Linked DNA regions of Danio rerio: region 2 is linked to region 1. Evidence: chromatin contacts called from public Micro-C data. All regions are on one chromosome and are shown on one strand. Each heading gives the region's core, a stretch centred on a gene start, on an enhancer-like site or on the middle of the called end of the contact. The rest is flanking DNA. Distances are from core to core; before and after follow the strand shown. Region 1 holds the start of efna4 (ephrin A4). Region 2 holds the start of efna1b (ephrin-A1b).

Region 1 (6,340 bases), core at 2,608-5,107:
GGGTGTAGGGACCCCTTCAGAATGCGGAACACATCCAATAGTTTCTAGAATAAACTACAAAGTCAAACAATTCAACTATTTTAGCGATTCATACCTCGATGTAGAGCTATCTGAATGCAACTGACTGTTTTTGCTTGTTCATCTGACCTAAAAAAGTATAAAGTGAAACAGAAGCTGCAAAGTTTTTTGAATATTCCGAAGCTTTCGGATAGTAAGCAAACAAAAATACAAACAACAAACAATCAAATCTTTGATGTTTTTTTCACCATTATTTGCTTGATCCACGAATCTTTTTACATAGCATGTCTGCTGTCTGTCAGCCTGTGCTCTTGTTCAGCTCACTAAAACTACATAAAACAAGAGCAGGGTGAGGCAGCAATGCAAGTTTTGGAACAACACCTGATTACAGGAGCAGGAAACACACATCAGAGCGGCTCCTGGAGGAGCACAAGGTGACTGTTCCCCGTTTAGCCCCGATTCTTAATTACCGCAGCACTGCTGAGACTCCCACACAATAGCCCAGACCCGGCCCGCATGGACCACTGGCACCCAGATCTTCATTTATATAAATCAGAGCTCTGCTGCGCTGCAGATATGACCTCCACAAGGGCTCTCAGCTGTGCTCCACCACCACAAAGGCCTGGATATATCCTGCTAATTATGAGACAGGACAAATCTGTGGTCAGGAAATGGCACAGTGTCAGATATGAAGGTCCAGGCGAGAATACCGCTCTCTGGTGCATACGTCAGCCATTATCACGCTGTTTTATTAATTAGATAATAACAGAGGAGGCCAATTCGGCCTCTACGGGTGAGACCTTTTGTGTAATTACGAGATCGAGGGAATGAGAAACTTCTGCTTCGATGTCGGGGGACAGTGAATCCTCCAGAGGGACAAATCACACAGGGAGAGACTCCGCCGCACAATCATGTGATATTAATGAGAAGAGGACAGGGGAATTAATAAATTGTGCCATATCGAGGGGAAGACTTGGAAGAATTAGCAAACCGAATATACCCACCACCGCGCTTCCCGACATCACTATCTAAGAGTGATGGGCCTGCCGCGCTGCTGCTCTTACCTGCCTCACATTACTCACAGCATGGGTTGGTAATTTACCACGCACAGATAATAACCTGGGACCACCGACTGCTGGCGCACATGGTGGCCACAGTGATTACCGCCTGAACACGTGCTCTCCTGGGATCTCCATCGTCAGCAAGGTGAATTAATTTTGCCTCTCCCTTACCTATCAACACTTTCACACGTACACAGACAAACAACAAAACATGTCGACTCCCACAGAGACAAGCAGAGACTAGAGCAGAAGTCTCCTGAAGCTGACGTGCACCTCCAAACAACTTCAAAGATACAAACTCAGGCACTTCTGAAGTATGGAAAGATGTCAAGATGATTCTGGGATTCTGAGCAAAGGAAAAACACTCTGAAAATTGGGTTGTTTTAACACAGTTTTAGGTCAAATATTTACAAATCCAACTGTTGGCTTAAATTATTATATTGGGTTTGTCTATATTTGACCTAAGATTGGATTAAAGGGATTGTTCACCACCCAAAAATGTTCAAACTATTTACTCACCATCAAGTTATAAACCTTTAAGAGTTTCTTTCTTCTGTTGAACACAAAAGAAGATAATTTGAAGAAAGCTGAAAAATGTAACCATCAACATCCATAGTAGGAAAATCAAATATGAAATTTAGTGATTACAGATGTCCAACTTCATCAAAATATCTTCTTTTTTGTTCAACAGAAGAACAAAACTCATAAGGGTTTTCAAAAAGTGAGTAAATGGTGACAGAATTTTTACCTTAAACTATCACTATCACTTTAAATAAAAATGCAGAAAAACAGAAACAACACATTGGGCAGGACTAAAAATAAGAGCTTGAATTGGACTAATGCTGGTAAACACTAAACACGTGTAAGACATTCCCAGTGGTGAAGGAAAACAGCCTTTTTTCCCCTTTCGTGAATAACCAGTTTCTGAGGAGGAGAATTAAGGTGTGTAATAACTGTGAATAATTCTCTGCCAAACAAATGTCCTCATTCTGTGGGTTCTGCTTAAATGGTACTGAGCTAGTTATACTGGTTAATAAGCAGCCCATTGTTTGGTGACATGGCAATAGCTTAACAACATATTACTCATGAGAAGCAAAAATAAGCATTTAAATTTAGCTGCTAATAACAATAGTACTTGTAGATGCAATGGAAAAAATAAATAAATAAGAGACTGCTTAAATTCCCAGTTTGTCTGGTTTTATGATTTATAGTGTAGTTTATGTGTTTGAATAAAACGTGTTGTTAGTTTTATTCTGTAAGCAACTGGTTACAATTCTTTTTCCAAAACTCAAATAAACATTGTCATTAAGAGTCTTAATTCATATAAATGCATAAAATAATAACATAAAGGTGCCATCTTTTCAGATATTGTGGTATTCAGATGAAAGAATAGCAATGTTTTAACTTCAGAGGAGCTAATAAATCAAAAAGTGGTGGAATAACCCTGATTTTCAATCACAAAAAATGGAACCATTTGTTATTATATAATGTTTAAAGTTGAAAACATTTATTATTGGTCAAACATTTTATTTAAAAAACTTTCTATCATGGGAAAGCTAATCATGTATCCAGTCTTAGTGTCACAAGACCATTTAGATATAATTTTAATGCTGATTTTCTGCACAAGAAACTGTTATTATTATGAATGTTAAAATAAGTTCTCCTGTTTACTATTTAGTTTGTTGTTGTTATTTTTTTATGTGTTTCCTTCAAAATACAGTTATTTCAGTTATTTGGGCAAAATATGGATAAACCCAGATCACTGGGGAAGGTGGTGACAACAGCCAGTAAGTTGGGAATAAAACTAAAGAGCATTGATAGTTTTACATAAGGTTATCATCATAGTCAATGATGAGAGACATCCTTTATCATACAACTTCTAATTATTACCATCAGGACACGGATATTGAGTTCCCAGATGCATAAACAATAGGATAAAATGATCATTTATACCTCAAGCAATTAAGCTTTTAAATTTCTCATCTCTCGGTTGCAGTTGATGGCAAGTAGACTGAATTATTTATTTAGAGGTACCATATTTTTTTAAATGATTTATTTATATAAATGCCAAATGTGAATCGTCAGATGTATCTATGAGTGTATGCTGCAAATGAAATTTCCCTACGGGGACAAATAAAGTTAACTAACAAATTAAACACCATCCGAACAATAACTTTATCTAAACCATTGGGTTTTTCCATATTTTATTCAAATTGGGTTTGAAACAACTCAACATTTTCAGAGTGCTTGTTTTAGAAATAGGAAGTTAAAATAAAAATAGCATTTATATTAAATCTAAATATTTTGTAGAATCATAAACATCTTTATTATTATTATTAATTAAAATGATTTAATTCGCCCATGATGAATAATACTAAATATTCTCTTATAATTGAATGTAAAATTATATGTTACTCTTCATATGCCAAGAATGGAGAACTGGATGCTGCACGGTTCATTTATAATCATGTTACAACATAGTTCACCGTGTTGTTTTTATGACCATGTTTCTCCTTTATAAAACTATATTTTTTCTATCACAACAACAGTGTAAATTAAATCAAACAAAAAGGACTGCCCGTGGCAAAAAGTTCACGAGGAAGAAACTTTTGAGGCACATTCAGCGAAAGTGGAGCTGTCAGAGCACTGCCCAGCACACCTTTAAAAACTATGGAATGTTGGCTCCGCCTCCTCGATCGCCGATTGGCTCAAAGTTTGAATGGCACGCCCTGGTGTCCTCCGCCCTGCCCAGAAACGCTCTCCAGTCACTCCTAATCACTGTCAACTATCAACGGCCGTGATTGAGCGCGTCCTGCGGATACAAACAATGGTCAACTAATCCCTTCACAAGAAGTTTGGAGTTGTTGTCAAACTTGGAACTTACAGACAAACACTGGATTTACATTTGAAGATAAAGAAGTTCCTATTTCAGCGTAAAGTGGAATACTTCTCTTCAAAAGGAAATACCAAGCGTCCCAAAGAATCTCAAGAATGTTTCTATATGAACTTATCTCACACGTCAATATATGTTTTGTAACTTGCTAAACATGCAATCCTTTAGTTGCATTTAGTAAGCAGAAAATGCATCTGTTTCTTAGTAAGCGCCTTCCGAGTTCCTAACGCCTCGGGATCAGTGTTTCTACTCTAGCTGAATGAAGTTTTGCTGCTGATTTTGACTCCAAACTGAGTCTCCGACAGTTTTCAAAACTCGTTTCATCATCTGCCCACAAGGGCTTGGTCGACTTCAGTCATGAACACGCCAAGGTGCTCTGGAGTTTGCGCGATGATGAGACTTCTGGCGCTGTTTATACACGTTTTGTCAACGACTGCAAAGAGACACGTTGTATACTGGAACTCTACAAATACACGGTAGGAACACAGTTATTTTAATTCGCACTCATCCTGTTGACTGTTTCCAATTAACCTCATTACGCAGGATTGCGGTTGCGGTCCCTGTGCGTAACGCAGCGCGCGGTGCTTTTCAGGAGCTCAGCCCCAGTGAATGTGAGGTGACTAAGCCCAAAAACGCTCCCAGATTTGTGTTGCTTCATGCCTGCAACCTAAAACACACCTGCGCCTATTAAAGGGTTTAAGTGTGGTAACGTGTCCTTCCATGTCTCACTGTTTCCACCAGGCAAACTTTGATCTGTTTATCCTTAAAGGCACAGGCAGTCATTTTTCAAGATTACAGTTCTATGCACAAAGAAATCAATTAATAACCTTTTTTATAAGTATAATGTTCAGACAAAATAATTTGTGATCAAAACTAGCTGGGGTTTCATTGTAGGCATTGTAGGCACCTTTCCAAGGTGCTGCCATTTTTAAATCACATGACTATGCATCTGAATAATTATAACTAATTACAAGTGTGGCTAGTTGGCTTTAATTAGCCTTTCAGTGAGCCTTCAAACTTTTATATTGTGTCTGTCAAAGGGATATCATTTTTCTCACTGTGTACTTGTTCCAAACCTGTTTGACTTTCTTCTGTTGAACCAAAAAGAATATATAATATATATATATAAAGCTGTTAACCTGTAACCATTGACTTCTATACTATCTGTTCTTCCTACTATGGGAGTCAATGGTTACAGGTTTTAAGCTTTTTCAAACACTTATTTTGTGTTCAACAGATTAAAGAAACTTAATAAATGTTTGACAGCACTTGATGGTGAGGAAATAGAGTACATTTAATTTCTTATTGAACTATCACCTCAATAATTGCTGCAGCATTACACATAAAAGTAACTCTAAGTCAGTGGTCACCAAACTTGTTCCTGGAGGGCCGGTGTCCTGCAGATTTTAGCTCCAACCCTAATCAAACACACCTGAACAAGCTAATCAAGGTCTTTCTAGGTATATTTGAAACATCCAGGCAGGTGTGTTGAGGCAAGTTGGAGCTAAACCCTGCAGGGATACCGGCCCTCCAGGACTGAGATTGTCTTTAATATAATGAGCAAAAAGCAGTATGTTTAGTAGTTTTGATTACTTGGTATATCGAAATGTATATGCCAAAAATTACCACAGTCATACAGATTCTGAATTGTGAGAATGAATAACATTAATAATCATTAATTCATTGATTAATTCATTAATTTGTTCATTAATTTTTCTTCGGCGTAGTCCCGTATATTCATCAGGGGTCACCACAGCGGAGTGAACCTACAACTTATCCAGCATATGTTTTACAAAGTGGATACCTTTCCAGCTGCAACTCAGCACTGGGAAACATCCATACACACTCATCCACACACATACACTGTGGCCAATTTAGTTTATTCAATTCATCTGTACCGCATGTATTTGGACTATGGGGGAAACCGAAGCAACAGCAATTCAACTGATGCTATATATCTATTGGTGGATGCAGTAACATGTATGTTTTTACTTCATGCATGCTGTTTTTTTCAATGGGAGAAAGTGTATGAAATGCAAGTGCACTTGCAGCGCACACTTTCTAAACCTGGTTTTGCTAAAGGGATAATTTCCAAAGTATACTGAAATATACAATTGAAGTTAATGGCTGTTGGAAACATTTGGTCTTCTTTTGTGTACAACAGAAGAAACTGAAACTGGTTTAGCACAAGTAAAATCAAAATATTATTAAACTGGTATAAAAGTATATCAATAACATCAACAATGGCTATTTCAGACTATGCAAATTAGATCAAATCTGAGAATATCCATTAAATGGGTGTTTACGGAATGGGACTGAGGAAAACAAACAAAGAGGATCAAAACAAAAACAGTTTCCGTGTGAAGCG
Region 2 (6,340 bases), core at 1,973-4,472, 270 kb before region 1:
CCTTCTCAAGACAACAGCTCAGCACTAAATGCATTGATATATGTTAACAGATCAAACGAAGTGAGTCTGGAGAGGAAGGGATGGACAGAGAGGAAACTGGGCGGACAATGAGTGGACAGCTGAAAGGTCAAGTATAGCAACATGTTTGCTGGAAGGAATCCCAGTCTACTAAATATACCCCAATCGCACTGGCAGCCAGCAAAACTTTTGCTGGGAGAATGCATATGACAACATGTATGCAAAAATAAACTCATAATTTGGGGCAAAATGAATCCTTCGATGATGCTAACATGATGGGACTGTATATTTCCCCTTCAGTGCACTTCGCGTGCAAGCGTAGGCATGTGATGAGCACAAAAACAGACCTTCGAAAACATCGTCCATATGTCAATCTGGACCTGAAAATCCAGTCTCCCGCAGGCACAGACTCACGCACAGACCCGTCAAACCAGAGTGCCGACTTGCCAAAGGCCACGCGCGGAAGATTAAATCATTACCGCTCACTCACACCTACTCACTTACAAAAACACAGCAGTGTGTGTTTGTGTTTGTTTGTATGTAAACGCTTCTTCACCACAGGCAGAATCAGACGATCACGCCAATTAATATTTAACACTTATCTGCCATTGATTAGTCGACCCTGACTAATCCAGTTACATACCAACTGATTCACAGAGTGAAACATGAGTTTTAACAGGCTGATTGAACAATCAGTGGCTTTGATGGAAAGAATAGCAAAAGAAGAAACCTATAAATCCCTTTAATGGAAACTGTTTCTTAGAAACACAAGATTAATAACAGAGGTTTATCTTGGAAAAAAGACACCACAATAACATAGATCCCACCACACCTGCCAGATTATGACCAGCTCAACAAGAGATTATTTTTACAATTCTGGTTTTGATGTGTGGGCGTTTTCAATGCTAATAGACTTGACACTGTGAGTGTCTTTGTGTGTGTGGAAGAATCAGAGCTTTAAAAGAGAGCTTTGCACAGATTTTTTAATGTGGAGGGCTTAGTGTTTGTTATTACAAATTTCCTTGTTGTGGTTATGCAACCTTTTCCATGGATGTGGACCACGTCGGTATTAGGGGCCGGACCAAACACCAGACTGCTGCCCATAATCCCCTCCACCTCTTTTTCCTCAATCCTCATCTCTAACTTAAATAACCAATCCTTCATCTTTTTTTACCCAAATCCATGAAGCTCCATCACTTTCTCCTCTGACTCATTTACATCGGGTCCTAAAAAAAGTTTGGTGTCTATTATGTGATTTCTTAAAACTATAAAACAGTTTTCTTCATGCACAGCTGCTGCTTCTCTTTCTGTCTGCTTACCAATAGTAAGCCAGGCCCTTGTGAGATCGTGTCTGGTTAAGGCTGGTACTCTCAAGTTGCGCAACATTGACACTGATAGATTACTCACTGAAAGCCAACTGAATCACAACAGACGGTGTGAATCACCTGTGACATCACGAAAAAACTTCCAATCGGGTCATGGCTCTTAGCACGGATTCAGTTCGGTTATCTCCAGTTCACTTTTATCACTACAAGTTTACAATTGTGTACGTGCGGAACAAGACAATGAAAATGAAAAGGGGAAAGATGTTATCAAAGATTCTGTTGTACGTTCTTAAAAATAAAGTTTCCAAAAAACTTTTAGTCAATGATGGGATAGAAGAATAATCACTTTTGGTTGTCCAAAAAACTTTTCAATGTAAGATTCTTAAAAGAAGCACTTTATCTTAGCGTAAAGAACATAAAAAAACAACTAAATAAACTTTAGTTGAATTTAAAACTTCTACTGTTGTTAAATGTTCTTAGTGGAACCACAGTTTATTATTCCCAATAAAGGTCTTTTATTTTTTAAGAATGTCCAATGACATCCACAAATTTCTTGTAAATGTCTTCTAAATCCCACTCTCCTAATACATTGCTCCAATTGCTGCCATTCATATTGATCTCAAATATGCCTGATAACCTGTCCTTCCTCACTACAAAGTGAGACAACAATCGCAATCATTTGATGAAGCACTCATCCAAATGCTTTAAGGTTTACACAACCCCTCATCAGTAAACAGTAACATCCACAACTTCACATCACACTACAACTAAGAAAACACTTCCAAAAGAAAACAAAAAAGTGAATACTAACCTAAGATTTTGACATCCTGACAGTTTATTTATTCCTGCACTTATATTGACAAATAGGCTCCTATTTTAAAATATAAAACAACATCAACCAAAATTCATTATGATAAAAATAAAGAAATATATTAAGAACTGGCTTATTAATTGTTTTCCTTTATATCAACAGGTTGTAGTAAGGATGAGAAATATCAGCATGTCAATAAGTGCCCTCACAAATATAGTAAAACCAACATGTGTGTGTATATTTAGGCTGATCTGTCTGTCCATCTGTCTGGTTTCTTTCCATGTACTTCTCTGGCCAGCTGCTGTCTCCTATACAGTAATTATCATGTCATTCACTAGCATGCTAAAGGTTAGACTAGAGGCAGAGAGATACGTGAAGCAACGAAGAAGTAAGTGATAGCTAAACAAAAAACGTAAACAACTTGAACTTACACAACTTGCAAGCCTGGTCTAATGACTGGAAAATGTATGCGTTAATGAAATTACGCATTCTCAATATAAACATGCTCTTATCTGCAGGATACTATACGCAAATAACGGAAAACTGCAAACATTTCACACACCAACAGATATCGCACTGTGAAAGTATTTTTGCAGTGCATACACACTTCATTCATAAACTGTTACACTACGTACTGTATATGATTTACACACGCACACAGCTTGCATTAAGTGTATTACTCATGCTGAGATTTCGCATAAAAACGTTAACCAGTTACATCACATAAAAGGCAAAACGAAGAACTAAATACAACATAAATGTTTTATAGGTGAAATAGTGGTAAAGTCTTACTTTGCATTGGTGCTGTTCCAGTAAACACTGTGTCGCTCGGCGGACGCGTACCAGGCGCTGACGCTCACCGCGACGCACAGCAGCCACAGAAAATCCATTGAGTCCCGGATAGAAATAAAGCTCTTCACAGGAATACACACGAATGCAAAATACTCTTTTGCAAGTTGAAAACGCAAATGCACTACTGTAGTGCACGAATCTCAGAAACACTAAATCGAATTGCTCAAGTAACAGGTTTTGTTTGGGTCTCTCAGAAACAGACGCGGTTAAATGCCTGGAGAAATGTGCGCTCATTCCTTTTTATCAATCAGCTACAAAGCCACGCCCCTAAAGCAGACGGCAACAGTAAAAAGACACGCCTCCACGCACAGGCTGGAGTGATTGAAGTCAACAGATAGGACAAATAAATCAGTGCCATTATTTTTATACTGTTACCTTCTCTATTGATATTTATTAATAATTCATTCATTCATTTATTCTTTTTCAGCTTAGTCCCTATATTAATCAGGACCTCCACAGCGGAATGAACTATCAATGAAACATATTTCTAAAGCACACTGTAAAAAATGCAGGGTTCCACACAATTCCTTCAAGTTATCCCAAAACAAATCGATTAAGTTAAACTAACACTTTTAACAAATTCATGTGGGTTGAACTTAAAAAAATTTAAGTTGTCCCAATGAAATCTCAAAAATTATGTTGTTTAAACTTATTTTAAATTAGTTTGAACGAGCAAAAAAAAAAAGAAAAAAAGAGTGCATTTATTATTCTTAGGTTGTGTTAATTATATAATTTATTAATGTTTAATTACAAATGAACTGTATCTGTCAAAATCACTGCACCATAACCTAACATGAATATTCTTAGTAAGTTTAACAAATGTGTATGTATTGTAAAGTCGTATCTGTTTTATACTGTTATTAACATTTTAAATCACTGTTAGGTGCTTAGAGGTAATCATTTTACAGCTTCAACTTATTTTCTAATTGTCATTTATTATGTTTTTATATTAAGATTGATATGATCTTCTATAAGTACAAGTAAACAATGCTTTTGTGATATAATTGGTAGCAAACAATCAAACAATCAAATAAAGTTCGGCAATTAAGCATTACTAAATTTAATTTGTTTGTTTAAATTCAGCCCATGTAAATCGTTTGCAACCACTTACCATAAAAATGTAGTAAATCCAATGAATCATTTTTTTTTATCAGTAAACATTTAACAGCTTACATTTAATAAGTATTAAGTAGATTCATAAAGCATTTATAAAACATTAAAATAAATGTAAAATTGTATTATTTGAAACGTATTATTAAAATGTAAAACAGTTTTTACAATTTAACTAATTTGAATAATAATAAAAATTATTTTAGTAATAATTATTTAGATTTTTTTTAAAGCTTGTCCCAAATACAGTCCTGAACTTTCATTCATTCATTCATTCATTCATTCATTCATTCATTCATTCATTCATTTATACATTTATATATTTGTCATTTGGTTCAAATAAAACCTGTAGATTTTATATAACATATAAGTATCCTGCTGCTTACTGACTTAAAACCAGTTCTGCATTAATCACTTTTGACAGCACGTTGAGTAATTTACCGTGGGCAGTCTTTTTCATTCAGTTATGAAATATTACATTTGGAAATTGGGCATTGTGTAGAATGACGAGCAGGCTTTTCCTGGGTATCAATCAAAACCTGTAATCCTTTAAATCCCCTTTTACAACTGATAACAGCATTATGACATCAGCTCTAGTCTCATCAGGGCTTTTCCTCCTCATCCCATCTCCACAGCCGCTCTTTAACCCGGGCCCGGACCGTCATCCAAGGGTCGAGCACAGAGCAATTACAATCACTTAAGTCCAACTGTTTTGACTGGAGGGTAGAAAGGTGAGCGAGTGTGTCTACCTGAGGACTAATTTCGGGCAGGGCAGGACAGGCTGGTGCATGTTGATGTTGTTGAAGACTTGAGTTGGGAGTGATTAGTCAAAGCTGAGTGTGTCTGTGTACTGTAAGAGTGAGGGTGCTTTTCCGTCTACTTTGAGTGAAGTGCGTCACCTTCGCAGGTGAGCAGGGAAATTATAGATGTGTTTTTTTTTTCTGTCTGCTCTACTCTGTCTCAAACTGGGAATGAAAAACACACATCAAGTACTTGAGTAAAAGTACAAAGAAAATATCACTGCAGTCAAAGAATAAATTCCTTCATTTAGATTTTACATGAGTCAAAAAACAAATATTTGATGTACATAGGTATTAAAAGTAAAATACAGTGACTGAGAGAGCTCAAATGCTCTGCAAGTTAAGAAAAAACATGCATTTACAAAAACAATTACTGAAAAGTTAACTGAATTCCTCCATGCTGTCACAACACAAATCGATTGTGTGGAAGCCATGATTTTTAAAGTGCAGAATTGTGCTGGGAAAGGTGTTCGGGGGACCCTAAAAAGTGACAAACCTGGCTGCTTCCTGTTTAGAGTCAGCAGTGTTGTCGAAGACTTGAAAAGTGAGTGCTTTTTTATTTTTTTATTTTATTGTCCTGTTTTTTATGGTAACTTGATATTTGGGTATTTTAGCCCTAATAGCCAACAATACCACTAATTCTTAAAAGGCAGCAGCCTGCTTCTGCATTTTTTAGGGTACGTCAAACACATTTCCGTTGTGGTCTGCACTATTTGCTGTGTTGATAAAACATTTTTCTCAATTAGTATGTGTTTGGTTTGTTTGTTTCTATGTGTTTGCTTTATACATTTATTTAGCAAGAACATGGTTTTTATTACTAAAACTCTTTTAAACATAAAATCTATGTAAATAACTCTTCTAAACCTATCAAAAAGGCGTAACATAGGCCAAAATGTGTAATAATTTTATAAACTGTGTTAATAAATGTTAACGTAAATAAAAAAAAAATCTTTGGAACGGTATAACTGAAAATTTTGGTGGTTTTAAAACCTTGACTTTTCCAAACCACGGTACACCTTGAAAATGGTTATCGTCCCATGCCTACTTTGCTAATACAGTAGCAGGCAGAATGCCTTAGCACAAAATTGGTGTTATTTTAGTATTCGGTTCAGTTTATAAATAAAACCTTGCCATTTAGATGATAACACACAAATATGCACGTCCACATGCAGGCACTTCATAGAAGGTTTAAACAGCTCGACTTCACAAAAAACTGACAGTTGTGACCTAAATATGTTTTTCATTTACAATAATAAATGTTGAAATAAGGCATTAGTCACGGACACTCAAGCTGAGAGAAGCTGGGCCATTTTTGACTCATTTTTCATTAAGTCTTGCTCTGACTGGATCTGAGTCGTTTAGACTCTTTCTGGTTGTATCATCTGAATCAATGAGTTGTTGACACAAAAGTAGATGAAATCAGA

What was found. A called contact is a pair of places that touch in the nucleus more often than the background predicts.
Region 2: a Micro-C map of caudal fin shows a contact between it and region 1, with 4 times the contacts expected there. The contact joins the promoter of efna1b here to the promoter of efna4 in region 1. A contact is called at or near these places in 1 of 18 Hi-C or Micro-C datasets (caudal fin) and 1 of 4 datasets of contacts at active chromatin or transcription factors (gastrula embryo).

What each region holds. Positions count from the first base shown.
Region 1 is chr16:24,298,831-24,305,170 of GRCz12tu, reverse strand. efna4 (ephrin A4) reads left to right here and starts at 3,857. Exons shown (of 5, transcript XM_001342982.9): 1 at 3,857-4,448. The coding sequence starts at 4,330.
Region 2 is chr16:24,570,380-24,576,719 of GRCz12tu, reverse strand. It overlaps efna1b (ephrin-A1b), which reads right to left and starts at 3,222. Exons shown (of 5, transcript NM_200783.3): 1 at 2,947-3,222. The coding sequence starts at 3,044.